Regions from separate parts of the Mus musculus genome. Here regions 1, 2, 3, 5, 6 and 7 are each linked to region 4. The links are chromatin contacts, called in public promoter capture Hi-C maps. All regions are on one chromosome and are shown on one strand. The core of a region is the stretch at or near the end of the contact, and the rest is flanking DNA. Distances in the headings are between cores, read along the strand shown. Region 1 holds the start of Trim33 (tripartite motif-containing 33). Region 2 holds the start of Ap4b1 (adaptor-related protein complex AP-4, beta 1). Region 3 holds the start of Tent5c (terminal nucleotidyltransferase 5C). Region 4 holds the start of Mab21l3 (mab-21-like 3). Region 5 holds the start of Dennd2c (DENN/MADD domain containing 2C). Region 6 holds the start of Syt6 (synaptotagmin VI). Region 7 holds the start of Nras (neuroblastoma ras oncogene).

Region 1 (3,743 bases), core at 430-2,929, 1.4 Mb before region 4:
CAAGTTCCTCTCTTCATCCTCAAATCCCAGGATTTCCCCTTAACCACGCAGGCCCCTCACAACTAATATCACTTACCAAGCTCCTCATCGCAATGTCACCCTAGTGCCTTCTTCTAACCCAAGGACTCCAATGTCTTTTATTACCATTTAATCGGTAGCTCTTTCTCTTAACCGAACAGGCCAATAAGCAATCCATTCCAACCCCTAGCTATCAACACTGTCGGACCAGGCCTTCCCACCCCAACTCACTTCTCACGGAGGGTTCGGTACACCCCTTTTCTGTCTCTTTAGTCCACCCTCTGCAGAAGCGCCTCAAACCTCCCTCTCAGCATCCCCTCCCCCAGCCCCTCGCAGCCGGCACCCCTCCCTTCTCTCTCCCCATATCTCCGGCGGTGCAGCTTCTCTGGTAACCGTCCCCGGGGCCGTAGCTTTCGTCTCGGAGACCTCTCTGCACTGCACCGTCCGAGCACCCTCGGCACCCCAAGCCGCCACACCAGATTCTCCCGGGTGCGGCCTGCTGCTCACCTTGCTGGACGTCACCGTTGCTGCCCCCAGGGATGGGCACGCTGAGCTGGCGCTCCGGCTCCGGCAGACAGCGCAGGCAGAAGGAGTGCAGGCAGGGGAGCAGCTTGGGCTCCGCCTCGCGCCGGCTCTGCAAGCTCTGCTGACACACCGCGCAGGTGTCCAGAAGCGAGGCTGGTGGTCCGAGAGGTGGCCCCGACGAGGAACCAGGAGCCGGGGCGGGAGCGGGGGCCGGGGCCGGGGCCGGGGCCGGGGCCGGGGCTGGGGCAGCAGCTGGAGCCGGCGTCGATGCCGCGCCTCCGGGGACCGCGGAGCCCACTGAGGCCGCGGGGACCGAGGCGGCCGGGGCCGAGCTTGAGGAGGCCGCGGCCACCCCCCCGTCGTCGGGCCCAGCCGCACCGCCCTCCGCGCCAGCCCTGCCGCCTTCCTCCTCCTCCTCCTCCACCAGCACCGCGGCGAGAGGCGGCTCCGCCTCCTGCGCCGTGGGCCCGGCGGCCCCGGCGGTTACCGGCGCGCTACCGCTGCCCCCGCCGCCACTCTCTGCCTCACCGCCGCCTTTGTTTTCCGCCATGTTTTCCTCTTTGAACCCGCCGGACCGCCCCGCGCCGCCCGCCGCTCGCGCCGCCGCCGCCGCCCCCAGCCTCAGCCGCAGCCACAGCAAGAGCGGCCGCCGAGAGCGAGCGAAGTAGCGAGCGAGCGAGCGAGCGAACGCACGAGAGCGCGCGCGCACGCGGCGCCCCCGCCCTCGCGTCGCGGGGCGGGAGGGGTGGGCACGCGCACGTACGCACCGACGTCCTCCGGAGGGAGGCGGGAACTCCGGCCGCGCGCGCTCGCGGGACAGACCGCGATGCAGCTCCGCGCCTCGGTGTGGTCTGTTGCCACCCGGCTGGAGTTGTGTAGCTCGGTAGGAGCTGGTGGAACTGGGTCTCTATGATGTGGCTGCTAGCGCCGAAGCCGCGGTGGTGCGGGAAGAAGGGAGGGAAAACATGCAGGAGTAGGAGGCCGGCTTGCGTTCGCCCCCGAGCGAGCGTCTCCACGGCGACGCCATCCCCAGCGACGGGCGCGCCACCGCGGAAGCTTCACCTGTCGCGCGCTTGGTCGCGGAGGCCTCCTACCGAGGAGGTGCGGACCACCTGGGTCTTCGCTGGGTGTTGCTGGACCGCGTTCTCTAGAGGGCTGTGACACCCGAGAGCGGCTGCGCAGAGTTCCCCCCACCACGTACACACACACCCCAAAAGTCTCCAGATATAGGCTCCTGCGGTGAGACAGAAGTCTTCTAATAGCTATTTTTAGCTTCTTAAGGTGATTCTCCAACGTTGCTACATACCTGAAAGCCAATCAAATGAGCTTTTTTCTAAACAGAGATGCCAGGGCCACACCCCAAAACAGAATCAGGAAGTTGAAAACCAGATGAATGTTGAAAAGTCCCTGCGGCTGATGTGCCAGTTTGGGAGACCATGTTTCTAACCAATATTATATCCCGAGAATCTCACTCGGCGTCCCCGGGTGGGCCAGCTGACTGTCCTCACCACCTCAATCTTAGAAGCTTTATGAAAGGGTTTTGTTTTGTTGGTATCGGGCCTCTCCGCCTCAGGCTGCCATCAGACCTTCATTTAGCCAGTGCTGCCAGAACAAGTGTAACTTGATATAGTGCCCACCTGTAGTCACCTGCAGGGAGACTGCTGAGTTCCTGGCCAGCTTAAGCATCAGGCTTCATAGGGAGACCTTGCCTCCAAAAAGAAATGGGGGAGGGGAAATGATGTAAGTGCAACAGCTGTTTTAATGTGAGTCTCACAAGCCCGTCCTAGACCGTAGTTATACAGGAAATTTATTTGGGTGAGTTTTTAAATTCACAGAAAAGCGTTTTTCATCAATTCCTTCAAAATCTCTTCTGACTTTCGTGTTAAGATAGAAACGTTGGGGTTCCTGCAGGAGAACAAAGAAACTCTCTGCCTTCAAGAAGTTGACAGTTTAGAGGATGAACATGGAGAGTATGTCGGGGGAAATGATAAATGCTTTGGAGTAAAAATAAGGCGAGTGTAAAGGATTTGTGCTGATTGAGCAAGGGCTCTGCTGATAAGGTGAAGAAACCTGGCTTGCACAAGAGTATTCCAGACAGGAGCAGGTGGCAAAAAACAAAGGGCCTAAGGCAAACAGAGACCCTGGAATTAGTGTGAGAGGAATGGCTTCAACAAGGAAAGGAAAAATAGGAGATAACACTTGTGGTCGTTTGAATAAAAATGGCCTCCATGTGGCCAGGCCTGGTGGCCCACGCCTTTAATCCCAGCACTCAGGAGGCAGAGGCAGGTGGATTTCTGAGTTCGAGGCCAGCCTGGTCTACAAAGTGAGTTCCAGGACAGCCAGGACTACACAGAGAAACCCTGTCTCAAAATAACCAAAAGAAAAAACAAAAACAAAGAATGGCCTCCATAGTTTCATTTATTTAAATGGTTGGTCACCTGGGAGCAGAACGGCTTGAAAGTATCAGGAGGAAGTATGTCACTGAGGTGTGCAAAGGTATGCAAAGAACACATTAACTTCCATATGCTTTGTCACTAAGTTCAAAAACCACAAGTATCAAAGAGAACAGGATTTCTGCATCTAATCATTATCTACCAGCTTTTCTGTATTTCCAGGACCACGGAGGAGGACATTGGTATTCCAGTAATAAATACAACAGTACATAAGCAGAAATTTCCAATTTACAAAGTGCTTTCAGACATATCCCTAACTTTTTGTTGTTGCTGTTGTTGTTGTTTTGGTTTTGTTTTTGGCTTTGGTTTTTCAAGACAGGTTTTCTCTGTAGCCCTGGCTGTCCTGGAACTCACTCTGTAGACCAGGTTGGCCTCAAACTCAGAAATCTGCCTGCCTCTGCTTCCCAAGTGCTGGGATTAAAGGCGTGCGCCACCATGCCCGGCATCCCTAACTTTTGCAATTAATAAAATATATACTAGCTTAAATAATAAGTAGATTTTTAATATTATATAAATATATTATAATGCATTGGCTATCTATTGCTAAACAATAAGGTAGTTTGTAATATTTTATTAAAATACTATGATTAGCATTATGGCCATCCTTTACATGTCTCTGTTCGGAGTATTTTTAAAAATGGAATTGCTGATCCACATAGTACGGCCATTGTAAAGGTTTTTGATAATACAAATTCAATATCTTAGGCTATTAAATAATCATTAGGCTAGACAAGAATTTTCTGAACG
Region 2 (3,909 bases), core at 1,045-3,544, 2.0 Mb before region 4:
GACATCATCTATAAGAAGGTACACACTAGAGAGAGCTCAAAGGTTAAAAAGTATTTTGTTGTTCTTGCAAAAGAGATGGGTTCAATTCCCAGCACCCACATGACAGTTCATAACCACTGGTAACTATAGCTCCAGGAGATCTAATGCCTTCTTCTGACATACACAGACACCAGGTACAAGCCATACTTGTGGTACACTTACACATGCAGGCAAAATGCTCATAAACATTTAAAAAAGCAGGGCTTGGTGACCCACACCCTTAACCCAAGCACTTAGGAAACATAGGCAGGTGAAAGCCATGTTCAAAGTTCAAAGCCAGCCTGGCCTACATAGTAAGTTCCCAGGATAGCTAGGGCTGTCTCAAAACAAAATAAAATGAATCATTATCTGTGTCACGTTTTCCAAATGAGCTGGTCACAGAGCTAAAGCATTCTGTGAAGAAGCATTTTCTGACTTCCATAGTGGCTTCAGATGTTTAGGAACTCAAGATCAACTAAGAAGTCAGCTAAGAACATCACTGATTTGAAAAAAATCCAGTGTAACTACTTGAAGTAATACACAAAATACAGACCAAGAAGATCCACATCCACATGCCACTATGGAAGTCAGAAAATGCTTCGTCACAGAACGCTTTAGCTCTGTGACCAGCTCACTGGGAAAACGTGACACAGATAATGATTCATGCTAGGAGGCACGAGCAAGAACTAAACATTCTTTTTGTTCCTTGGGTGGCATGATAAAAAATTTAGATTTCAGCCAGGCGGTGGTGGCACACACCTTTAATCCCAGCACTTGGGAGGCAGATGCAGGCGGATTTCTGAGTTCAAGGCCAGCCTGGTCTACAGAGTGAGTTCCAGGACAACCAGGACTACACAGAGAAACCCTGTCTCAAAAAACAAAAACAAAACAACACAAACAAAAAGTTTAGATTTCATTCCACTGATTACTGTTTCCAATGTTGTGGAACCAAACTACTACAATCAACTGAGACTGTTTATTTACAATACAGTTCCTGGATTCTATCCCATCCTAATGAAATCAGAATTGATCCCTAGATCACGATTTTTTAAAAAAGGACCCCATGGGACTTTTGTGTCCTACCTACAGTTTTGAGCTACAACTATAGATTAGTTACACGTTCAAACATATATAATAGAAAAAATCCTAACCAAAGTGAGGAGACAAGGCTACTTATTAATAAACTACCACAACAGGCTTTGGTAATTACAGCCTGAGCCAACAACAGTACAACTTTAAGAACAAGAATTGATATTTTGAATTTTTCATACCACCTGACAGTAGACAATGTTTTCAAGGTTGACTAGCAAGCTTGGTAGGGTGCCTGGTGACATTCATAACACAAATACAAGCAGAATAGTAGGTTTAAAGAGGAGAAGAATGATAGTATTATTTTGGTCATATCTTTGATGAACTATCCAAGTCGAAATGTAAAGCAAGCAGAAAGATATACAGGTCTGAATCTAGAAAAAAGGGAGAACTGTTCTACGTTAAGTCATTGAACCAGGAGTCAGCCGCAATTGCTAAAGCCTGTGGTATGAAGGAGACCTCTCAACTGGGCATGGTGTTCCACACGGAAGACTGAGATGACAACCCAGAAATGCAGCCTCAAGGCCAAAAGATAAAACTGCCCTTCTTTAACTTTTTCAGAGTGATCGCAGAGCTCTGAAGAGGATTAAAAGTGGGGCCGGGGGGGGGGGGGGGGAGTTAGAATTCTATGGTAGGTTGGTGATACCTAATAACTCGCTGGATGACATTCCGGTAGCGCAGCCTATCAGCCTGAATATGAGGGTTACACAGAGCCTTCTTCAGTTCCTTCACCACGTCCTCAGAGCCAAGGTATGGCATCGTCGCCAACACTCACGGGACAGTTTCCACAGACCCGTAGGGAACTCGTGGGCTCCTCCTAATTTCGATGTGGGAGCCTGAATAAAGGAGATGTAGTCAGTGAAAACACTAACGGCGAGATGTCACTTTGCTGTGCCTGCCCCCCAGGGCGGAACACATTCTTGGGTCCTCGGGCGAGCCCCGACCCTTCAGGAGCCGCCCGGAGACCCACAGGCCGTTGGCTCTGCCCAGCAGATCTCAACTCTCTCTAGGCCCAGTTACGAATTCTACACTAGCAAAAGGCCAAAGACCTAGCACAGCCTCCTCCCTGGGAATCTAGTCCCAGTGGCCGAGGACACCCCAGACAGCTTCCTGCGGAAATCCCGCCCCGTCGCCCTGAGACACAAGGAGCAGCTTTCCGGGTCGCGCCGAGCGCCGAGCGCAGGTCCGGGGGGGGGGGGGGGGGGGCACCGACCTCCGGACGCCCTTCCCCCACCCATTCTCCCCCTCGGCGCAGGCGCGCAGCTCACTGTGTGAGCGCCGCGGCCGGCGATCGGAAATCAACTACTAGGGTCTGTCTCCCCGCCGCCGCGCGAGCTTTGACAATGTGGGGACTGGGCCCGAGCTCCAGCGCGCGGTTGTGAGTGATGCTCTCCCGACTTCTTCCGCGTTGGGCGCTTTCATCCTGATCGTCCCGAGCGCGGCCACCTTCTTTTTTCTCACTCTGTCTACTAATTCCGTTTCTGGGATGGTTTTCCTTTAGGGCTTCTGGACTTGTTCCAGAGTCCACTTGTCATTGGGACGCTGTCGTGGAAACCTCACTCAGGAGTGCGGTTCCCGCGAAGACCCCACTGGGTGACACCTCAACTCTGCCACCATGAACGGGGTCGTAATCCCCCAAACGCCCATTGCTGTGGACTTTTGGAGCCTGCGCCGTGCCGGTTCGGCGCGGCTCTTCTTCTTAACCCACATGCACTGTGACCACACGGTGGGTTTGTCTAGCACTTGGGCCCGGCCCCTCTACTGCTCTCCCATCACTGCTTGCCTCTTGCATCGTCGCCTGCAGGTATTGGGGCTGGGATTTGATCGCTGAGACCTAGTCCAGGAATCTGGGTGGGGACTTCTGATCTGTCACAGTTTGGGGGATTACCGAGTGGGAGACATAAGGACTGAATTTTTACAAATGTGGGAATTGATCCCGGAATGAGACTGGCTTCTAGTTAACTACCTGGAGGTTTTTAGTCAAGGAAATGATTCCTATCTTTTCAAAAACCAGTGCTTTCCTAATTTGCATTTAAGAATCTACCAGACTGTTCAGTGATAGAACACTTGTTTAGTGTGTGCAAGAACCCTAAGTTAGATCCCCAACACTCATTGCCCGCCCCCAATAATTCATCTAATGTGCTAGATAAAAACACATATTGTCTAACATCTCCTCATCTTGTCTGTGTCAGTAGAAGTGGCTGGTGTGAGACTGGAACTTTTTTTGACAGTTGTTTCCCACCCATGGCTGGGATTATCATGATAGGAGAAAGTGTGAGAATCTTTATTTAGACTGTTTTCAGATTCTGAGTTTAAATCTGTACAAAGGGTGGGAGACAGAAGAGGAAGGAGAGATTTCTTGGGAATCCTTATAACAGCTTACATGAGAGTGGTTCAGAACTCGGTCAGCTTTCCTTGATGAAAGAGAAGTCTATGGTTACTCGGGTGACCAACTGTTTTCCTCAGGTGTCTAAGCACTGGATCCGGGCCCTGGAGGTTGGCGAGAGTCATGTATTACCTCTAGATGAAATTGGGCAAGAAACCATGACTGTAACGCTCATAGATGCCAATCACTGCCCTGGTTCTGTCATGTTTCTCTTTGAAGGATACTTTGGAACAATTCTATACACAGGTGAGCCTCCCAAGGCATTCCTCACACTTTATAGCTACCTTTACCCAGAAAGATAGCTTTATCCCATACAGGCACAGGGACCCTTTCCAACTGATTTCCTACTTGACCATCCATCCTTTACTTTGTTAAATAAAATCACAAGAGCAAGAAAACAAGAAAGGCATGTTGGT
Region 3 (4,107 bases), core at 787-3,286, 1.3 Mb after region 4:
AATATATTTAAAGGTTAACATTGTGTGTATACTCTGTGAACCAGAATTTCCAGTCTCCAAGCGTGTGCTTGGCACAAATGAATGCTGTATAGCAGACATATGGAAGAATGTTGACAGCAACTTCACAACGGACTGTCCAAAACCTGAAGCAAATGAAGTGCCTATCAGACGGTAAGCTGAGGGCATAAAGTGTTGGTTATTTAATGAATATGCAGTGGTGAAGAATGAGCCACGGTTACATACAACACCACAGAGAAATCTCACGGAGAGAAAAATGTTCACCCTCTGTTTCCCCATGAATAGTTCAAATACCAGAACAATTGACATATGAAGACTGAGTTCTTAATATTGGTAACCCTGCAATCTATTGAGTGACAGGGGCCATGGCTAAGCTGGAAATGTTCTGGGTGACAGCTCTGTGAGTACACACACCCATCATTTTGTACACAATAAAAGACACTGTGAGATCAGAAAGGGCTCACATTATCAACAAAAAAGCTGGCCATATATCCTGAATTTGTGTTCAAGAACATGTAAGTTCTCATACTGATGTCTTACACTGTTTTAGTTTTGGGAATTCGCCTCCCCTACCAGAGAAAGCATGTGCATGTGTGAGAACTCTTCATAGCCTAGCAGACACTGCTGGATACGGATACTCACGCTCCACAGAGGTGGAGAGGGCAGAAGAGAGCACCGATTCGGGAAGCCATCTAGGCCCCAGTACCCAGGAGAGGGTCAAACGAAACTCAACAAGTGTTTATTAACGACTGCTTTCTGATTTATTTAGTACCTGGCATGAACTTTTTAGCAAGCAGTGCATGATTAATAGCTATTTCCATAATATTGATCTCACGGTTATCTCGTCCTTCCTCCCATAATACAGATGGGAAATAGTGTTTTTGGAGGATAGGTCAAGACGGTCAGTAAAGCTGGGCGTGGTAGACCACGCCTATAATCCCAGCAGTTGGGAGGTGCACAGAGGTGGATCAGTTAAAGGTGAGCCAAGGCTACTTAGAGGCCTGTCTGGGGTTCAGGAGGCATTGTCTTAAAATAAAGACCAAACCACAATAGCTTCTTGCAAGGCCTTCCGGGTAATTAAGTGGTGAAGGAGAGTTCCACAGCGGAGCCATCAACTATGTGTGTGTGAGTGAGTGAGTGAGTGAGTGAGTGTGTGTGTGTGTGTGTGTGTGAGCCATCAACTATGTGTGTGTGAGTGAGTGAGTGAGTGAGTGTGTGTGTGTGTGTGTGTGTGTGTGTGTGTGTGTGTGTGTGTGTGTGTCCCACACCTGCGAGCAGTAACAAGCAGCAAAGACCAGCGCTGCTCTCTGGAGAGCTGAGCTGCTGTGCTTAAGGCTTTGGCGATAGCTTCCCGGGATCGCCAATTGCACACAGGTGGTCCGCGCGGCCACAGCTGCTTCCTTCCCCCCAGGACCACGACCTCACCTCCAGCCAATTTGTTCGAGGAATCAGAAAGATTTTTCCAGGGCCCACCTAAGAGTTTTCCGACTTCACAAACACCGCGCGAGGCAGGCGTGGGCTTCCACTCCCGGCTCCCGGAAACCAGAGAGCACTGGGGCGAGGAGCGCCTAAAAGTTTGAAAGAAGACGCGCCCGCCAGGGAGCAAGCGGGGTAGAGGGAAGGACAGTCTAGGCAAGGGAAAGCTAAAGAAGACGGCAGAGTGGAGCGGAGAGGACAGAGGAAAATTGTGCCCTCAACCCCAAAGTTAGTTCGCCGCCCACAAAGCACCTCTCTATTGCGCCTGCGCAACGCTGCCTCTTGGTCACCCCGCCCCTTTGCGCCGCCCGAGGTTTACTCGTCTCTCGGCAACCATTGACCCGAGGAGCCAATCAGAGGGCGGCGTTCGTCCGGCCCCCCGCCGTCAGCGCGGGGCGCAAGGATCCCGCGGGGCCCCGGCCGGCGCGCCCCGCCCTGGCTCCCCCGGGAGGCCGGCCGCGGGGCGGGGGCAGGGGCGGGGAGGCGCGGGGGAGTGGTCAGGCCGGTTAAGATCGGAGGGGGCGGCGGCCGGACCGCTCACTCGCCGCAGCTGTCTAGGGGCCGCAGTCTCCGCTCCGCTCCTGCTGGGGGCTGCCCACGCCAACCACCTGCCTCAGTCACCTCCTCTTCCAACGCCCAGGTGAGTCCACACTCCCCTCCTCCGCAGGTGGGAGGATGCTGCTGCGGTCCTCCGGGGCGGGGGGGGCGGGGGGGGCCGCGCTTTCCCGCTTAGGGTCAGTCCCGGCAGAGCCTGGTGGCATGCCCCGGGGATGGAGGAGAGATGCCAGCAGGTGTCAGGACCCGCCTGGCTCCCGCGTCCCTCACGCAAACTTTCCTCTGTGAAGGAGGCAAACTTTTCGGAGACCGTGGCCGGGCTTTGGCAAACTTGGGCGAGTTCCTGCTGCCCCGGCAGCCGGAGTGTAGGGGGCTCTTTCCCTGCACCTAGTCGGTGCTCCGGCTCTGAGCTGCGCCCCTGTGGCGCGCACACCGAGCCCGGAACCCGGGCGATTTTGAACCCCGCGGTTTTGGCGGCGCAGATGAAGACGCAGCGGTCGGGGCTAAAGCCTGGCCGGCGAGGGGAGGGCAGTTTCCTGGGCTCGGTGCCCGGGATGGCGGCTGAGATCCTTCTCCCTTTGGGACTGTGGACACCCAGCGCGGCCAAATGATCGAAGCTGCGCGTCTCTCGGAAACTTCTCGAGAATTCAGCGGCTGTGAAACCTGGTTCCTCCCCTTTGGGGATCGAAAGTCGCTTACTGCGTAGGCTGAAAGCCATGTAGTCAGTCCGTTGACTCTGATAGCGGTGCTGTCGGTGGCTTAGAGGCGCGGCTCCCGGATCGTCCGGGTCAGGGAACTTCTTTAGCGCAGTTTGCGAGGAGGGTGAGAGCCTTCTCCATAGGAAGAAGTTGAGGAACCTGCAGTACCAGCTGGTAGCCTTTACACCTAGCGCGGGCAGGCTGGAGGGCAGGAGACCGCAAAGTCCTGGAGGGCTGGTGAGGAAATGCCTAGTTGGTTTTTCAAGAACGCAAAACTTCCACCAGCATCGATTGTCATCCCTAGGTGGTCTAGGCCTCTTTTCTCTCCTCTCAACCTTTAATGTGGAGAAACCGTTCAGAGCCCGGACCCAAGTCTTAAGCCCCTCCCTCAATTGAGGATAAAGTGCTTACAACGAAAGATTTAATAGACTTACTGATTTTTTAAGAATAGCTGTGTATGTAATAGTTTGAATTATGACGAGTTTGGTGTTCTGGAAATAAAGTTAAGATGGTCAAATCCTCCTAAATTAGGTCCCCAGCTGCCCCGCTACTCTGGGAAGGAGGGTGACGGTGGCCATTGCTGGCTACAACAACTTCCACTGTAATTTGCTTGGCAAGGCAGCGAGGGAGCCAGAAAGCTAGCCAGGCAGCCAAGAGGGTGGTAGGAAGGCTTACCAAGAATTCTATCTTGCTGGAAGTCACCAGAGGTGTGATTGTTTTTCCACATCTTACCCCGCAGTCGAAGGGTGTGGGGTGAGGAGTAACGAAGAGCCACTTTTCTCTCCCAGCTGCTACAGCTGGACCACCAGTGGTCCTGTCCTCTGCTGGCCTTGTTTGTGGGGATGGAGGGCTTAGTATCTTAGTATCCGGATCGGACAGCTGAAACCTTCTCTCTGAAGAGACACTTTGGTTTAAGAAGCTTTTAGATGGAGAGTTCGATGTGTGGAATAATTGTCCCAGGATCTGCACAGGATGTTGCTTACTATAGTTAAAATTGTGGGGGTTGTTGAGCGATCTCTAGACTGTTACTAAAAGAAAGGTCCCGAAGTTTTATGAGTAACTTTAGTGTGTGCACCTAGAACAAACAGTCACACTCTTTAGTCTGAGTTTCTCCCATAATACCTACCTTGTATCTAGAGATTAAGTTTGTGAACTCAGAAGGGAGGACTTGGCTCCTGGCCTGTTGGTCTGAGTGTGAGTGGAGTGCCAAGGGCTCGCTCTCCAGCTTTTCCAGCTCTGCTGCAAGTATAGCTACCAAGCTTTCTGCAGGACTTCCAGCCTCTGCCCTCCATCACCAACCCCAGTGGGGATGCATCCCCCAGTGTCCAAGGGCAGGCAGATTATACTTGCTTTGCATTGC
Region 4 (3,799 bases), core at 840-3,339:
GGGTCTGGATGGCTTGTTCAACTCAGCTGTTCTGGCTCAAATTCCTCTCCAAAAATGACGGATTCAATCTGACTTCTCTGAGCCTCTACCTGAATTCTTCTGTTTGGCCTCATCACTCAATTAAACATCACTTTCAAGATGGGTGCTTCATGCCTCAGAGTGAATATTAGGTTTGACTTAAGGTTTTTGAAAACCTTGAACTGGCTCAGTTAATAAGCTTCTTGTTTCAAAATCATGAAGGCATGAATTCAGATCCCCAGGGCCCATGTGAAAACCTGGGTGCAGAGGCAAATGCCTGGGATCCAGCAATGGGAGGCAGGGCCCAGAAGGCCTGGAAGCAAGGGACAAAGTTCCTGAGACAGTGAATGACTCTGTCTCACAGAAAAGGTAGAAAGTACTTGAGGGGGCTGGTGAGATGGCTCAGTGGGTAAGAGCACCCGACTGCTCTTCCGAAGGTCCGGAGTTCAAATCCCAGCAACCACATGGTGGCTCACAACCATCCGTAACAAGATCTGACTCCCTCTTCTGGAGTATCTGAAGACAGCTACAGTGTACTTACATATAATAAATAAATAAATCTTTAAAAAAAAAAAAAAAAAAAAAAAAAGAAAGTACTTGAGGACTGACATCCAAGCTTGTCCTCTGACCTCTGTGTGCACACACAAGACTATAAATAAAATGTTGTGAATACTTTGGAAAGCAGACATTAAACATGTTATTGGTCCTCCAAATCTATTACATTTATCTATCTATTATTTCTATGTATGTGTGGATGCACACACGAGGCAGTTCACTCTTTCCTTCTACCATATGGGTCCTGGGAGGTGGGGAGAAATCGAACCCAGGTCCTCCGGCTCGGTGGCAGATGCTTATCTCTGCTGAGCCATCTCACCTGCCTGGTCCTTACAGATTGAATTGGGCTAAAGCTGGTTTCCATTTTTCAAACTGGCATGTTATAAAAAAAATGAGGATTTCTATTTCCTGAGGACGGAGGAAAGCCTGAGTTAACTAGGTCCCTCTTGGTGGCCTGGCACAGTGCTTCAGGCACACCCTTACCCAACAGACATTCGCTGACCTGTTGTCCCATTAACTAGAGATCTGTGTCTGCCGGTAAAGCCTGTTTTCCTCAGCCTGTCTGATAGGAGCTGCCAGAGCCTTCATCTGTGCCATAGCCCTGTGCTGTGGAACCTTACCAGTGCACTAGGAACCAGGCCATGCTACTCTAAGCTGTGTTCACACAACACACCAATCTTCAGATGTGGCTCTCCTGGGAATACATCTACAGGCAGCTGCCCTGAGTTCACAGTGCCTTTCCTTCTCTGGGTTCCTCCTATAGTTCAATTATTCAGAATTCCCTCTCCATACCTGGCAAGTATCTTTCCATCTTGGAGCAAGAGAAGTTTCCAGATACAACACTTGAATCTGTAGTACTGAGTGACTGAGACGGGACGGTGTTAGAGCAAGAATAGTGAAGGTGTGGGCATTTAATTCCAGAAACCCGGGGCAACTTTATTGTTATTGGGAAAGACCCTGCCGTAGGACAGGGACTATGCAGTAGTGATTCCAGCAAAAGCAGAAGTTAGGGTGAAAATAAAAGTATGTGTGTGGGGAAGGGAGTGAGTGTGGGGGTGGGGAGACTTCAGCAGAGTTGAAAGCAACATGGAAAGAGAATTCCCAAAGGCAGATTAGGGGGTAGAGCTTCTTGTTTCACTAGTGAAAAGCTGATGTGGTAGATTCGGAATGATGACTATAGTAACAGCAGTCAAGGGACAGAGATTCCCTTACCATTTCAGAGCATGTGCCGTAAAGAGAAGGGGATTTCCAGGACACGGAAAAGCAGGTGGAAAGTCAAGGCAGTCAGCGTGGAGGGGGATTCTGGGGACCTTTGTGGATCCTCAGTTTTTCAGGACTGGTATAAGACCTGGGATTGGCAGATGAAGCCTGGAGAAGGCCGCCCCAGCGCCTGGAGGAGGGAGGTGGGTGGGGTCTGATGTGGCTCTCCTTGGAGCTGTCTGGGAGGATATGCAAATTTGGGGCCGCGGGAGAGAGTGGAAGGGCTGGATTGGCTGCGGTTGAGCATTGAGGAGGCTGGCTTGGAGAGCTGCCTGTTTGAAAGCCTTGCTCAGACATGAACTGGACTGCCAGCTCTGTTGTCTGTCAGTCTTTCGGATCAAAGACGGTGATACTCACGAGCTTTAGGGAGATAAGGCTGCTGGGATATTTTCCCTCCTGGAGTAAAACTAGGCCCAACCAGTCAGACTGGGAACTTATTGTCGGTTTTCTAGGATGAGTTTTACTGGTAAAACTAGATGTGTCCTAGACTCTTAAGGGGCCTGTTTATACTGAGTATATTTTGAATGCCAACGTCCAAGTGGGAAATCACATTCTAAGGTCAGCAGGTGAGAGGCAGGACTCTCTGCCCTACTTTTCTCTGCGTGTATCTACCTGTTTGTATCTCTCTCTCTCTCTCTCTCTCTCTCTCTCTCTCTCTCTCTCTCTGTGTGTGTGTGTGTGTGTGTGTGTGTGTGTGAGAGAGAGAGAGAGGGGGGGGGGCAAGCTTGCCTCTGTATACACAAGTGTCTCTGTGAGTTCATGTATGTGTCTGTATTAGTGTGTGAGCGTGTGAGCTTACCTCTATATACACAAGTGTCTCTGTGAATGCATGTGGTGTGTGTGTGTGTGCCTGTGTCTGTGTGTGACTATGCGAGCATGTAAGCTTGCCTCTCTATACACAAGTGTCCCTGTGAGCTCAGGCTTTTCTAAATGTCACTCCTGGCCCTCATCTGATTGGCAAGCCTTGTGCCGGGCATGATGAAAAACCAGGCGGCTTGTTTGCAATTTCTTATTTGTTTATGGTAAGGAAGTAAATCAATTGCAGAATTTTCAGGAGTGGAGGGCCAAGGGATATTTACTGTCAACAAGGTAAGGACGGGGAGATGTAAGGTACTGGGCACCAAGGTGCACCTGGTGCCAGGACAACAGGATAAAGAAAAAAAAAAAAAAAACAGGATAAGTTCCAACTCGTTTTCATCACGTCTCCTTTTTAGTCTTTCTACAGTTCCCTGAAAGATGGCAGATGAATTCTTCCATGCTGGAAAGGAAAACTGCAGTGAGCAGGCAAGAAGAAGTCAAGTCTCTGGTCCACGTTCACAATTCCAGAGAAGTTTTATCCAGAGAGTAACGTTGCTGGGAAAGCTACCCACCAGATTTGTCCTCCATCGGGAAAGAAAGCAGAAGGTTGCTGCTATACTGGGGGTTGACCAAGAAGCCATGAAGTCTCTTCCAGAGGGAGACTTAGACCATTGCCTGCTGAGCAAGGTGAGCCAGGGCTGGCCTCTCCTGGGCACACCCTCTAACTCTCCATCCCATGGCCATTGATCAGAAGGAATCCCCTGCTTCTGGAGGCCATAGATGCCTCGTTCTCAGGAACTCAGGGTGGCTACCCTCAGCACCCTGAGGAGGTCCATATGGCCAGTTAATTATCTGAGCCTCAGACTTCAGACTTCTTTCTGTAAAATGAGAATCTGAGTGGGATTACTGGGATATGAGTAGCCAGGCACAGGCACGGTGACAGACATGGGGATCAGAAACTGAGAGTATTTTGGTCTACATGAATCCTTGCCTCAAAAACAGCTACAAAACCAAAACACAACAACAACAACAAAAACCTACAAAAAAACCCAAAACCAACCAAACAAAAAGAACTTAAGACAATGTTTGTTTGTTTGTTTTAAAACTACAAAACTGATAGTTTTTAAATATTGTTTGGGGGCTAGAGAGATGGCTCAGCAGTTAAGAG
Region 5 (3,793 bases), core at 669-3,168, 1.3 Mb before region 4:
AAATTAAGTTTTACAAATGGCCCTCTGTCCTCCATACATGCACCTTGGGTGCCCACACATATACACATAATAAATAAATAAATTTATTACATTTATTACTTTGGGGAAGGGGCAATGTGTTGGGACACATTTTGTGGTCAGAGGACAATCTACATAGCTGGCTAAGTCCTTCTACATGGCCTGGGGATTGAACTCAGGTCTTCAGATTTGGCAAGAAGTGCCCTCATTTCCCAAAGCATCTCGCAAGCCCTGTAATATGAGGAATTTTTAACTTTGTTTTGTTTTGCTTTTTTACAGAGTCACACTATCCCAGGCTGGCCTCAAACTCATTACATAGTAAGGAGTGACCTGGAGTTTCTGAGTCCCTTCTTGCACCTCTCTTATGCTGAGTGGGATGGGACCACCACCATACCCAGTTATGAAGTACTGGGATTGAACCCAGGATTCTTTGCACGTTGGTGACAAACATGCCCTAATTTTAAATTTTAAATAAGAAAAGGAAAGAAATTGCCTACTGTTCTCAATCAAAAACACTGATATTTCTGCATCTAAAAAAAGTCAATTGCCACATTTAACAGACTAACAAGAGGCCTTGAGACACAATTACTACAGTTGCTGGTTTCTGTCTTTGAAAATACTCCAGATCACTCTTACGTATCCCTAGTAGAAACCTCATGGTTACAGACTGCTATTCCTTTTTAAATTTCCCATCTCTCCCTAAAATACACACACACACACACACACACACACACACACACACACACACACAAGTAGAGAACACAAATGTCTATAATAAAAACTGTACAAATGCCACAGCCACACATTAACTTTGTTTTAGAGAACTCAGATCTTTTTATAAGCAGCCCCTGAATTTGCAAAATAAAAGTCTTGTTTTGAGGCAGTACTCTCAGCTCACTTTATGAAATACCTTCAGCTAATCTAAGGCAAAGTAACAGATTTTCTGATTGGTACAAGCTTCATGGTAAATGATTGCACTACGGTATACAGATAGCATGCTATTTTAGAAAATGTCATGACTCAGTTAAGAATAGCTCTGCTCTTCAAACAATGGTGATTATGTGGAAATGACGCTTAGATAACTTATTTACATAGTAAACAGAAGTTAGAACTTTCTCTAACAATACAGGCGAATCAGTAGTAGCTTTGGGATAAAGGTTTACCAGGGTGCCTACTGTACTAGGCACTTAGTAGTTTTACAAACTACACATGCTCCGGGGTGCATGTGTGTGTGTATCAAACAACAATGCCTGACATTTGTAGAACACTGTCATTCCTCTCAGAACATGAGAACCCATGAGCGTCCCAGTTTTGCACTCCGGGGACACACACCTCTTAGAGTTAACCCTGACGGAGGTGTGACGGTTTGTTTGCGGCTCTGAGCTCCAGAGCGAAGCCTTTTGACTCACAATCTAATCATCATCTTCTCTCCTGGTTACTCCACAGTCCTACTCCAGTCCCACTGTAGGAATTTTATCTTAAAAAACTACTTGACGACTTCCTCTATCGTGCCTGCCCCGTAGTTCCGAAGCAAAGCGCGCGAACACACGCTTTACCGCTTGTCTGAAGTGCTCCGTCCGGGCACGTCCAAGTTCAAGACCGCCTGATAGGCGCGTTTCCTCGCGGCGGCGAGCGCCTGGGCTCCCCGGCCCTGCACCCCCGACCGCGCCCGCGGCTCGCAGGCTGACACCCGCCTTCCCCTGGCCCGAGGTACCCAGCTCTCGGCTGACCACGAACACACGGGACGCCATGGGGCGACGCCAACAGCTGAGCGGCAGAGGCCCCATGGCCCCACTCCCTCGCTGCATCCCGTCGCCTACCTGCCTGGGCCGCGACGCCGCCTCGCGCAGGGATCCCAGACTCGCGTCGGTGGCCTCTGGGATCCAGCGCCCACATCTTCGTCCCGCCCCCACAGGTTCCGCAGTCCCCGCCCTCCAGGCTAAGACACGCCCTCTTTTGCCTGGGCACGCCCCCGAGCTCACCCAGTAAGGCTCTGTCCTTCCAGGGCTCTCCTCAAGGCTCGGAACCCACGCCAGGCGGTCTCTCCGCCCCCAGCGCTGGGGTACCAGTGTGCGCTGCACCGCGCTGGTTCCACGGTGCAGCCCCTGCCCAGGCCTGGAGCCAAAGCTCTATCTCCGGATCTACGGTCTGTGCGACTACACGAGACAGACCTTTACAGCAAGGCAGAGCCTAGTAGAACCAGAGGAGCCAAACAGCAACTTCTTTAAGAAAACCCCAAAGCAGCTCAGGGAGCAAACATTCATCGGGAATGCCAGCTAGTAAAGAGATGCCAATAACGCACCTGGCCCCGGGTTTGGAATCACAAGCCGGATGCCTTTGGTGCCTAGTCCGGGTGCCGACTGGGTTGCCACACCCACTTGAGACTCACGCTTAAATTCTCCCTACCACACGATCTTGCTCAGGTATGCACATGGCTCTGTGCCTGCTGCAAGAATAGCCCAGTTTCACTCTGCGAGACTGGGATGAGTGGAACCTATTTCCCAGCACGATCTAACTGCCCCACCTCACCGCGCCCCGCCCCACTCCACCCCACCCACTCCATCCGACCTTGTGTCTGGTAACCAAACTTCCCTGGCTTGTTCACACAGAGGTACCAAAATAGAAGACTGCCACAGAGAGGTGTTTAATTACACATCGCGGATGACTGTCACCAGCCAACTCAACCAAGACTTGGAAAAAAAAAAAAAAGTCCCAATCCCTTGTGAAGCTATGAGGTGGGGACATGAGGTGGGGACAGTAAAAGGATTACTTTCTACCTGAGGGAGAAGTATTGACAATTCCTTTAAAATACTCCAGTGAGGAAATAAATGTAAATATGGTTTGGAATACATTGCAAACTCCATTGATCCCTTACCTAATGTGTATGTCTTTAAATGTAGACATGTGTGTTCTTTATTATTTTTCAAACTTCTTATCCTCCTACCCCTGCTTCTGGGGTGCAAGCATAGTCCTGAGCCAACACAAGTGGCATTTAATCTAGTCTGTTTGGAAAGTATCACAGATAGTTGTACAAGGTGAAATTCGGGACTAAAACAGCGTTTTTAAGATTTACATTTTGAAGTTTGCATCCACGAAGATTCTTTAGCAGGATGAAGATTTGAATTCCAAGATGAACGTTAATTAACATGCATGTGTTCTACTGCCCTCTCATGGGTAGGATGGAGCTACACCTAATGGTGAGAGGTGTCCTTTAAGTCTGAAGATAATACATAGTAATTTGTATTATTTTAGTGACTAGGAAGCCAACATGAAATAAAATCAGGTCCTTGATAAATATTCCCCGAAAAGCAATTTGAACTTCAAGAATGGGGAAGAGGAGTCTTACCCCACAGCTAGTATGAGCACGTCCCAAGGGGCACACCTAAGCTCACGGCTACCTGTGCAGAAAGTGAAAACACTCAGGAATTTGCTCGAATTTCATTGTGATAAGTCTTGAGGGATGTGCTCTCCACACATCTCACAACCTCAGGGGTGAAAAACTTGAAAGTAGAATGAAATCTTTCTTATACTTTTGGTGTCCAAAAAAAAAAAAAATCTTTATGTTTAGTCCATAACCCCCTTTTTAATAAACAGTGAATTATCAACCCAACCACTAGATGGCAACACAGTTGTGTGTGAGCAAATATAATCTGGATAGCTGGAGCATCTCCTAACAGGAAGTACTCTCCCTCCCCTCCCCCTCCCCCTCTCCCTCTTTCCTTCTTTCCCCTCTCTCGTCTGTCTTCCTGTCTGTCTGTCTATCTATCTATAGATG
Region 6 (3,780 bases), core at 244-2,743, 1.7 Mb before region 4:
GCCTAGGCCCGGAGCCACTAGGGTCTTGGTCAGGGTCTTGATCGGGGTCTCAGTCGCGGACAAGGTACGGTGAGTCTGCAGAGCCCCAAGGAACTCCAGCGCTTGGGTCTCTGCAGGATCTCCCCACCCCCACGCCGCATTCGCTCCGGGCCGCAGGCTGCCCCCGGGCCCTTCCCTCCGAGGGGACACGACCCATACTTCCTCTGTCCTGTACCCTCCTAATTGCGGGACAAAGGATCCCGCTGCAGCAGGAGAGCTTGGCGGCAAAGACTGGTGCAGCAGGTACATACCCGGGCCGGTCGGCTGTCACGCCGCGGACACTCCCGCGGCTCCCGCCGCCAGGGCGCGACACGCCACCCCTCTTGTCGCGACTCCCGCGAGACGTCGCGGCTGCACGCAGGACCGGGTCCCCGAGGGGCTCGGGCTCAGGACTCACCCGGGCTCAGGAGCTGGACTCGGCTCGGGCTGCCGCCTAGACTTGGCGGCTGCCGGGGTTGCGTCCGGCGCAGGGTCCGCGGGGCCGGGGCAGGAGGTTCCCGCCTGGCAAAGTCGGTGAGAGGCACCGGCTCAGTTGAACACCCGCCCGGAGTCCGAGTGAGTCAGAGAGAGACCGAGGAAGCGAGTTATAGGGGTGCCGGGTGGGGGTGGGGGTACGCCACGACACTCTCCCCACCCCGCCCCCCGTCCCCCCTCCCCCCCGGCGAGACGCAGACAGCCACTCGCTGCTGAGAAACCTGGACACAAAGACCGCGTGCCAGCTGCAGGCGCAAGTTTTTCCCAAGCCCAGTGGCACCGCCAGCCTTTACCCAGTCACTAATGAGCCCTGGATCCTAGATCCTGAACCCTGGACAGCCCCCCACCCCCTGAAACACAGCTTTCCTCCGTGCCCAGGACGTCTCCATTCCCCTCACCCTGGCCAATCGCTCCTGGGATGAGCCCAAGACACAAGGGAAACTGAGGCCCCAAGGATGCCGCATCTCCGGGCTCTCATAATTAGTGACCTGGAAGGAGAAGGGTTCTCTCCTCTCAGGTCCTCTTCGAATCTCTCCCTGCGGGCGGTGAGCCAGGGAACTGACCCAGACTGGGACTCCGAGCTAGACTTCTGAGGTTCTGGGGCCCTTGGGCTGGTACCTTGGGCAGGGGAGGCCACTGAGAAGAGAAATCCAGGAGTGGAGAGGGACCTGGGTCTCCCAGTACCTGAGTCTGCCGCGCTTGGACTCTGCTCCGGGGACTGCAGCTCGAAGCTCCGACAAGTCTCAACGTCCAGCCCGAGAGGGGGCGGCCGGGCCCGGCACAGAGAAGCCAGGACCGCGAGCGCCGCCTGGCACCGAGGCCCTCCGGCCCCCCAAACCCCGCTCATGCCCCGGACACTCAGGCCAGCGGAGTAGTGGCTCGAACTCCAGCCGCGGCCGGACTGGGGCGGGGTAAGAAGGCCCCAAGAAGACCCTCCCCGCAGCGGCCCCCTGAGGCTCCGCTCTGCTTTTAATCACTTCCCCGCAGGGTCCCCGCCCCTCACGTGGCATCCCGCGGCAGCTGGCAAGTCTGGCGCCTCACGGCCGCCCCCTCCACACTCAGGGACTTGCCTGAGTCCGGGCAGGTTCCAACCCCGCTGTCCCACATCATGCAGGATCAAGGCCAACTGAGTCCTCACTGCGGATATGACCTTGGGCCTTTCTGGGACTCAGTTTTCCATTTCGTAAACGAGGTGTAATAATTACTGGTGCTCTATGAGCTCCCTGGGAATATATAGGTAGTGCTTGTGAAAACGTTGGGGAAACTGCCACATGCCAAACAAGTGGGCATCGCAATAACACAACATAAAAAGGAGTGGTCTGACTGTATGGCGGGAGGACCCTGCAAAGAGAGTTAACAGGAGAAGTTAGCCAGACTTTCCGGGTCTGGGCTTCGGAGATATAAGACCCCAAGACGGCAGAGCGAGGGGAACTGTAAAGAAGACTTTCAGAGCCCCGCAATCTTGCGGTCCGAGGCACCCGCACGTTGCTATGGCGACTGGAGGCAGCGGCCGTCTCTCTCCATGGCAACAGGAGGAGAAAGTTTCTGAATAGGAGTGGGGAGCATTTCAGAAAGGGGTTCGGTTCCCACCAGACCCACCTCCACGCATCAGACCAAACCCACCATAAATAATATATTTTTGTATGAAGCATATATAACAAGGACCAAAAAGACGGAAATCTAAATAGGAGGCTAGACTGTAAAAGGAGCTCCCCTCAGGAACTGTGAAGTGAGACTCAGAAGCAGGGTGGCTGTTAGTTTCGGGATGCTTTCACCCAGGCCTGGAAATCTAGGAGCCATTGCTAACAGACAGGAGAGCGACTCCCTTAAGGCCCTATCACAGTAGACTCCCACCCTTCACCTATCATCATTGTGTTGCCTTTCCGAAGTAGGATCTGGGAAAGAAACTTTAGCTGGAGCCCCTGCACCTGCAGCTACGGGGCTGGTGTGTGCAAGTGAGAGTGGTCAGGGAGGAGGGTCCTTCCTCCGAATACACGTTAATTGGAGGTGGCTTGGGCTGCGACTCAGGTTCCAGAGAGAGGAGATTTGGAGCGGTAGCTCCAGACGATCACCACCATGCACCATCTGTACCAGCCGCATCAACTGGCCCTTATAGTTGCAAACACGAGACAGACAGTGCCCAGGGTAGCAAGAGAAAGGCCTCAACCTAAGAGACCTCTTCTCTCAGCCTGGAGGTTCTCCTAACAGGCGCAGTGTCCCTGTCCGCGGTGCTGAAGATTCGGTTGGTATAATCAGCTTGTGCGCGCTGTGTTAGGGAAGAGTGGGGAGGGGCTATTATAGCGGGTTCGCAGCTTCCACCCGGGTCCCTAGAGCCTGCCATAGAGAAGTGTGGGAACTTGAGCGGAAGGGACTGAGGACGGCTTGATCCATGGTTCAATCCAGACCACCTTCCAGGCAGTGGTGCTGGATTGCTGTTCCAACAACAGGTAAGCTTCTGCCTCTCCACTTGCCTTCCACCCACCTGAGGAACCCAGACGCCCGATATCCTCCCCTCCATCACCAATGTAGATTTCAGCCCCGAGGAGAGTTCGGAGTTCCGAGGCCCCAGGCAACACTCTCATTAGCAGCTTCCCAAGCGGGGGTTTTGTGTTTATGTAAAACACAAATGGAGAGCTGCTCTCTGCTGGTGTTTATGGCAACTCTCACTCCGCGGCGATTTCTCCCTCCTCCTCTCGAGTTTCCTGGGAACATTAGCAGAACAAAGCGCCTTGTTTCCCTTTGCAAAGAATGGAAAAACAAAACAAAACAAAAACAAAAACAAAAAACGGGGACCACCTTTCCAAGGGCTCAGGTCTGCGACGCAGGGAAATCAATATTTTGCTTAACACTGAGTAGGGGAATTTGCCTCTCCACTGAAAGGGAAGGAGCCTGTTCGGAGCAGAGCAGGTGGCAGGAGCTGAGAATTAACGGATAATTTCTCATTGTTCCCGGATCCAACCTCCACACTCGGCAGGCAGCTCTGCGTCTCTGGCATTTCTCAAGCTAACAGAGCGAAAGAGGTTCTGCCCTGACAGGGCTGCAGGAAGAAACCTGAGCTCCAGGCTCCTAGGACATTTGGAGTGCCAGAGTAACTGCAGGAAAGAGACAGAGACACTGACAAGAGATAGAAGAGACGAGCACAGAGACAGTGGGTGTAGGAGATAAGAAAAACCAAGTCAGATACCTATAATGGCACACATTCAGAAAGTGACACTAAGAAATATTTTTTTCTTACACTAAGACAAGCTTCATTCTAGCTGTTTTCTT
Region 7 (4,092 bases), core at 1,132-3,631, 1.2 Mb before region 4:
CCTAGCAGATTCTTTTTAATATTTGGGGTTTAAAGATGGTCCATGGGCAAAGGCGCCTGCTAACTAAGCCAAGATGCCCAGGCCCTAAGGAGGGAGCTTTTATTAGCTGTCTTCTGCCTCCCATGGCACATATCTGCTGTTGCACTTGTTCTGGCCTCCACAAAACAAAACAAAACAAAACAATATCACCAAAATGTTAAAAAGTTGTATGTTTCCTAAGTCCATATACTTTAGTATAGTTTCAGAGCACATACAAATTTTTTGTTTCAGAAAATATCCCCAGTACCTGTAGAGGTTAATATCTGCAAATGATTTGCTATTATTGATGGCAAATACACAGAGGAACCCTTCGCCTGTCCTCATGTACTGGTCTCTCATGGCACTGTACTCCTCTTGTCCAGCTGTGTCCAGTATGTCCAGCAGGCAGGTCTCACCATCAATCACCACTTGCTTTCGGTAAGAATCCTGGGAATATGAAAGAGTGAGGAGGTGGTGGTGGGGGGGACAAGGACAGGCTCAATCTTTATTTAAAACCAGAGAAATGTAATTAACCAGGATGAATACGCCTACCTATGTGATTTACCCTCAACCCGCTAACAGTAGCATGAATAGCAAACAAACATACACATACATAATCACACGCATGCATGCACACATGACATAAGGGCAGGTGAATTTATATCTGTGAGTTCAAGTCTCAGGCCAGCCAGGGTAGTGCAGTGAGACCCTGTTTCAAAAAAAAACAAAACAAAAACAAAACCAGCCTGAGTTATGAGGTTAAGACAAAAACAAAAAACAAACAAACAATAACAACAACAACAACAAAAACAAAAAACCAAAGAAAACAAAACCACTAATAAAAAATAACAAAACCAGAAACATCTAGTATGGATTTATGGCCAAATTCTTATTTTTATTATATAATAGTCCAAACTTAGAAGACCTTATCTGTGGTTTTGGAAATGTGCTTATATTTTGTTTCATGAATATATTAAAATGTAACCTGTGTAGACATCTGAATTTAACTAACATTCCTGTGTGTTAGAACAGGTTTACACATGAAAAAAATATTTGGTTTTTGTAAACAGGGCCTCAGTAAGTAGTTCAGGCAAGCCTAGAAATTGAAACCTCCTCCCTCAGCCTCTTGAATGCTTACAAATTGGACTTATACATACCTGCACCATTAATCCCAGGGAAGTGATAGAAATTTAACGTCATATAGAAATATGAGACTTGTAAGGATTTAGGTGATTTTCCTCAATATCCGTAACTAAATTGTGAAGAAATTCCTAGATACAATGACTCAAAATCTCAACTTGTTTCTACCCCAACTCAATCTGGACTAGATCAAAAATGACAACTTCAGACTATCCAGAGCTCTGAGTTCTCTATCCTCACTGTATGATCGCCTACAATCTTTTTCCTTGTGACCTACGTTTCTATTAAAGAGCTGTGACATAAAGAAACAATGAAAACTGTGTTCTTTTAAAAGGAAATCCTCAGTAAGCACGAACTTGTTTACTGCTTTTTTGGAATACCTCCTTGCTTTCTCTTCTCTTTACTTTCAAAGAGCCGTTATGGGCAAGAGAAAGCCCAAAGTGAGGATAAGGGCCAGGCAGGGGCTGGGCCTCACCTCTATGGTGGGATCATATTCATCCACAAAGTGGTTCTGGATTAGCTGGATCGTCAAGGCGCTTTTCCCAACACCACCTGCTCCAACCACCACCAGTTTGTACTCAGTCATTTCACACCAGCAAAAACCTGTAGAAAAGCAGCAATTACGATTAAACTGGCAAACCAAACCTACAATACTTCAAGGGCTTCTATGAGTTTACCAAACTCTTCTGTTTCTAAGGCACCCATTCGATACACGTGGCCTTCCACTAAGTTCTCAAAGTGATTCAGAAACATAGCATTCCTTGCAGATGAGTGCGGGCCAGATTATTGGATTAAAGACCAGCGACTATTTTTTCAATCTACTCGGCCCCGCCCTCAGTTTACGGGAAAAGAACCCCCCTCTTCCAATTCCTGCAAACCCAAGCTCTGGGGTCCGCCTGGCACAACCACTTCCCGAAACTCCCCTTTCCGGCTCCGAAAATCACCCCAGAGCCAGCCAGAGTCCCCCACCCAAGCCTTTGTTTCAGCTCGCCAAGTCTCCGCGTCTCCCCGCCCCGCCAGGCGTTCACACGCTGAGAAGTCCGACGCCAGGCAGGCCGGAGCTTTACCTCAAACTCCGCAGACCCCGCCTCGGGAGGCTTTTGGACTTCAACCTGAGAAGCTGTTGGAGACCCCGAAACCGCCATGAACAGCCCCCGCCAGGGAGCGGCACTTCCGGCCCCACCCGCTACGTAATCACTAGGCGCCCAAGGCGCCCCAGTCCCCGCCCCAGCCACGTGGGCCGACGACTAGAGTCTTGCAGCCGGCCGCACCCAGTCCAGCCCCGCCCCGCCCCCATTTCAATAATGAAAGCGCTAGGTGCTAGTGTCTCAAAAATCAGTAAAACTTTATTCGCTTCCATTCTTTCGCCATTAACATAAAACCGGAGAAAGCAAAAATGTTTTGTGTTTACAAAGATAAACGGCCTCTTTACCCAGAGTTCAAAACCTCAAATGACAACGGGGAAGATGAAAGCGCCCTCCCCGACAACCCCTGAGCTGACCCTTGTCATTGTTAGACAAAAAGCCTTCACTCCACTTGCCAGGGACCCTGTTTGGGGCCAATTCAAGATGAAGGCCGAGAAATCAGGCCAATCCGTTCCCGTGATACAAAGTTGAACAGAAGCTACACCAAGGATCAAGTGCCTGTATTGAACAGGGCACTGGAACCACGGGGCTATTTATTAAAAAAAACAGGATTCATTTCAGGCACAACTTTTTTATTATTATTATTTTTTTGTTCATTTTGTTTTTAAATCAGTAAAAGAAACTGGGTCCTAGAAGCTGCAGTGATCTAAGCAGCAGCAATTTTGTGCATTCGTCTTTTGTTTAAATATGTTTAAATTATCACACTGCTGGCACACTTCATTTGCATGAAATTCTGCACCACACATACTAATTGTAGTAAAGTTATTTACCCCCCCCATCCCAGGAAGAAAAAAAAAAAAAAACTACTCGGGAAGATAATTTTCACTGAAATGTAATCAAACTTCGTTAAGTGGATTGTGACAAGATTATAAATGATATGAAAATAACATTTTAACATTTGGCCATCAACTTAAGAATATCGTTTGCTATATAAATTTTTGCAATTTTTAAAGGTAATATATTCTACCTTCATATGGTCCTCAGAATTAAAGCATAATGAACAGGGAAAAAATAGGAAAAGAATGCAGCTGAGTGTTAAGTCATGAAGGTAGAGTATATACTGACTAGAGTGCAGAATTTCATAGGGCCAACAAAGTAACAGTCTGCATTGTTCACTTACACAGGCCAAGTGGAATTTGCAATTACCAGTTGCGTTAAATGCACCAAATAAAGCTCCTAAATTGACACTATAAGGCGCCACCTTTAAGTTTTCCAGGCTGCAACTGTGCATAATTTTAAAATGGTTTCTTAAATTTATTTATTTTTTTCTTTAAACATAACACGAGGAAGGTGTTAAAACTGGTGTAATAGCTCAATAGAATAAGTATTCCAGATTTTGGGAGGGATGAAGAGAAAGATATTCAGAACCCTTCACCAGAATCCCCCCAACTCGACCATAGTGAATTAATGATGTGCTTTGTGGACGTGGTTAGTCAATGACACCAGCTTGACGGATCTTTCTTTCTGCACCAAATCCCTATGAAGAAATATAACAGTTAATGATTTGAGTGTATTGACAATCACAACATACAATTCTAAAATCAACTATGAAAGTATTTATCATATCCACTACCAATTCTCTCCTAAGAGTAAGAAACTTATTAAATAGAATATACCAAGAAATGCACTTCTTGGTGTAATCAGTTATCCTACCATGGGCAAAGCAGAGAGTGGGGAGTTCAAGGCCACTCTAATCTACATATGAGACCCTATCTCAAAACGGAAAGAAGTGCTTCTTATAGAAAGCATCTACTCTATTAGGGTCTGAATTAATGTGTTAGGGAGTCCA

Evidence for each region. Promoter capture Hi-C pulls out the DNA fragments that hold promoters and counts their contacts.
Region 1: a promoter capture Hi-C map of hippocampal neurons shows a contact between it and region 4, with 2.7 times the contacts expected there. The contact joins the promoter of Trim33 here to the promoter of Mab21l3 in region 4.
Region 2: a promoter capture Hi-C map of liver shows a contact between it and region 4, with 4 times the contacts expected there. The contact joins the promoter of Ap4b1 here to the promoter of Mab21l3 in region 4.
Region 3: a contact with region 4 is called in a promoter capture Hi-C map of liver, with 4 times the contacts expected there. The contact joins the promoter of Tent5c here to the promoter of Mab21l3 in region 4.
Region 5: a promoter capture Hi-C map of hippocampal neurons shows a contact between it and region 4, with 4 times the contacts expected there. The contact joins the promoter of Dennd2c here to the promoter of Mab21l3 in region 4. A contact is called at or near these places in 2 of 39 promoter capture datasets (hippocampal neurons and liver).
Region 6: a contact with region 4 is called in a promoter capture Hi-C map of liver, with 2.7 times the contacts expected there. The contact joins the promoter of Syt6 here to the promoter of Mab21l3 in region 4. A contact is called at or near these places in 2 of 39 promoter capture datasets (hippocampal neurons and liver).
Region 7: a contact with region 4 is called in a promoter capture Hi-C map of liver, with 4 times the contacts expected there. The contact joins the promoter of Nras here to the promoter of Mab21l3 in region 4. A contact is called at or near these places in 3 of 39 promoter capture datasets (hippocampal neurons and liver).

What each region holds. Positions count from the first base shown.
Region 1 is chr3:103,277,229-103,280,971 of GRCm38.p6, reverse strand. It overlaps Trim33 (tripartite motif-containing 33), which reads right to left and starts at 1,679. Exons shown (of 20, transcript NM_053170.3): 1 at 526-1,679. The coding sequence starts at 1,093.
Region 2 is chr3:103,807,902-103,811,810 of GRCm38.p6, reverse strand. Ap4b1 (adaptor-related protein complex AP-4, beta 1) reads right to left here and starts at 2,294. Exons shown (of 10, transcript NM_026193.2): 1 at 1,754-2,294. The coding sequence starts at 1,866. Dclre1b (DNA cross-link repair 1B) reads left to right here and starts at 2,424. Exons shown (of 4, transcript NM_133865.2): 1 at 2,424-2,911; 2 at 3,574-3,739. The coding sequence starts at 2,723. It overlaps Gm15471 (predicted gene 15471), which reads right to left. Exons shown (of 5, transcript NR_040412.1): 5 at 3,371-3,597.
Region 3 is chr3:100,487,121-100,491,227 of GRCm38.p6, reverse strand. It overlaps Tent5c (terminal nucleotidyltransferase 5C), which reads left to right and starts at 2,036. Exons shown (of 2, transcript NM_001142952.1): 1 at 2,036-2,134.
Region 4 is chr3:101,834,513-101,838,311 of GRCm38.p6, reverse strand. Mab21l3 (mab-21-like 3) reads left to right here and starts at 2,089. Exons shown (of 7, transcript NM_172295.4): 1 at 2,089-2,391; 2 at 3,048-3,318. The coding sequence starts at 3,070. It overlaps Gm33381 (a long non-coding RNA gene), which reads right to left. Exons shown (of 3, transcript XR_003954538.1): 3 at 2,893-3,509.
Region 5 is chr3:103,100,784-103,104,576 of GRCm38.p6, reverse strand. Dennd2c (DENN/MADD domain containing 2C) reads right to left here and starts at 1,918. Exons shown (of 19, transcript NM_001384113.1): 1 at 1,839-1,918.
Region 6 is chr3:103,572,958-103,576,737 of GRCm38.p6, reverse strand. It overlaps Syt6 (synaptotagmin VI), which reads right to left and starts at 1,493. Exons shown (of 8, transcript NM_018800.5): 1 at 1,198-1,493. The coding sequence starts at 1,360.
Region 7 is chr3:103,056,574-103,060,665 of GRCm38.p6, reverse strand. It overlaps Nras (neuroblastoma ras oncogene), which reads right to left and starts at 2,381. Exons shown (of 7, transcript NM_010937.2): 1 at 2,226-2,381; 2 at 1,634-1,761; 3 at 287-465. The coding sequence starts at 1,744. It overlaps Csde1 (cold shock domain containing E1, RNA binding), which reads right to left. Exons shown (of 19, transcript NM_001161854.2): 19 at 2,480-3,780. The coding sequence ends at 3,733.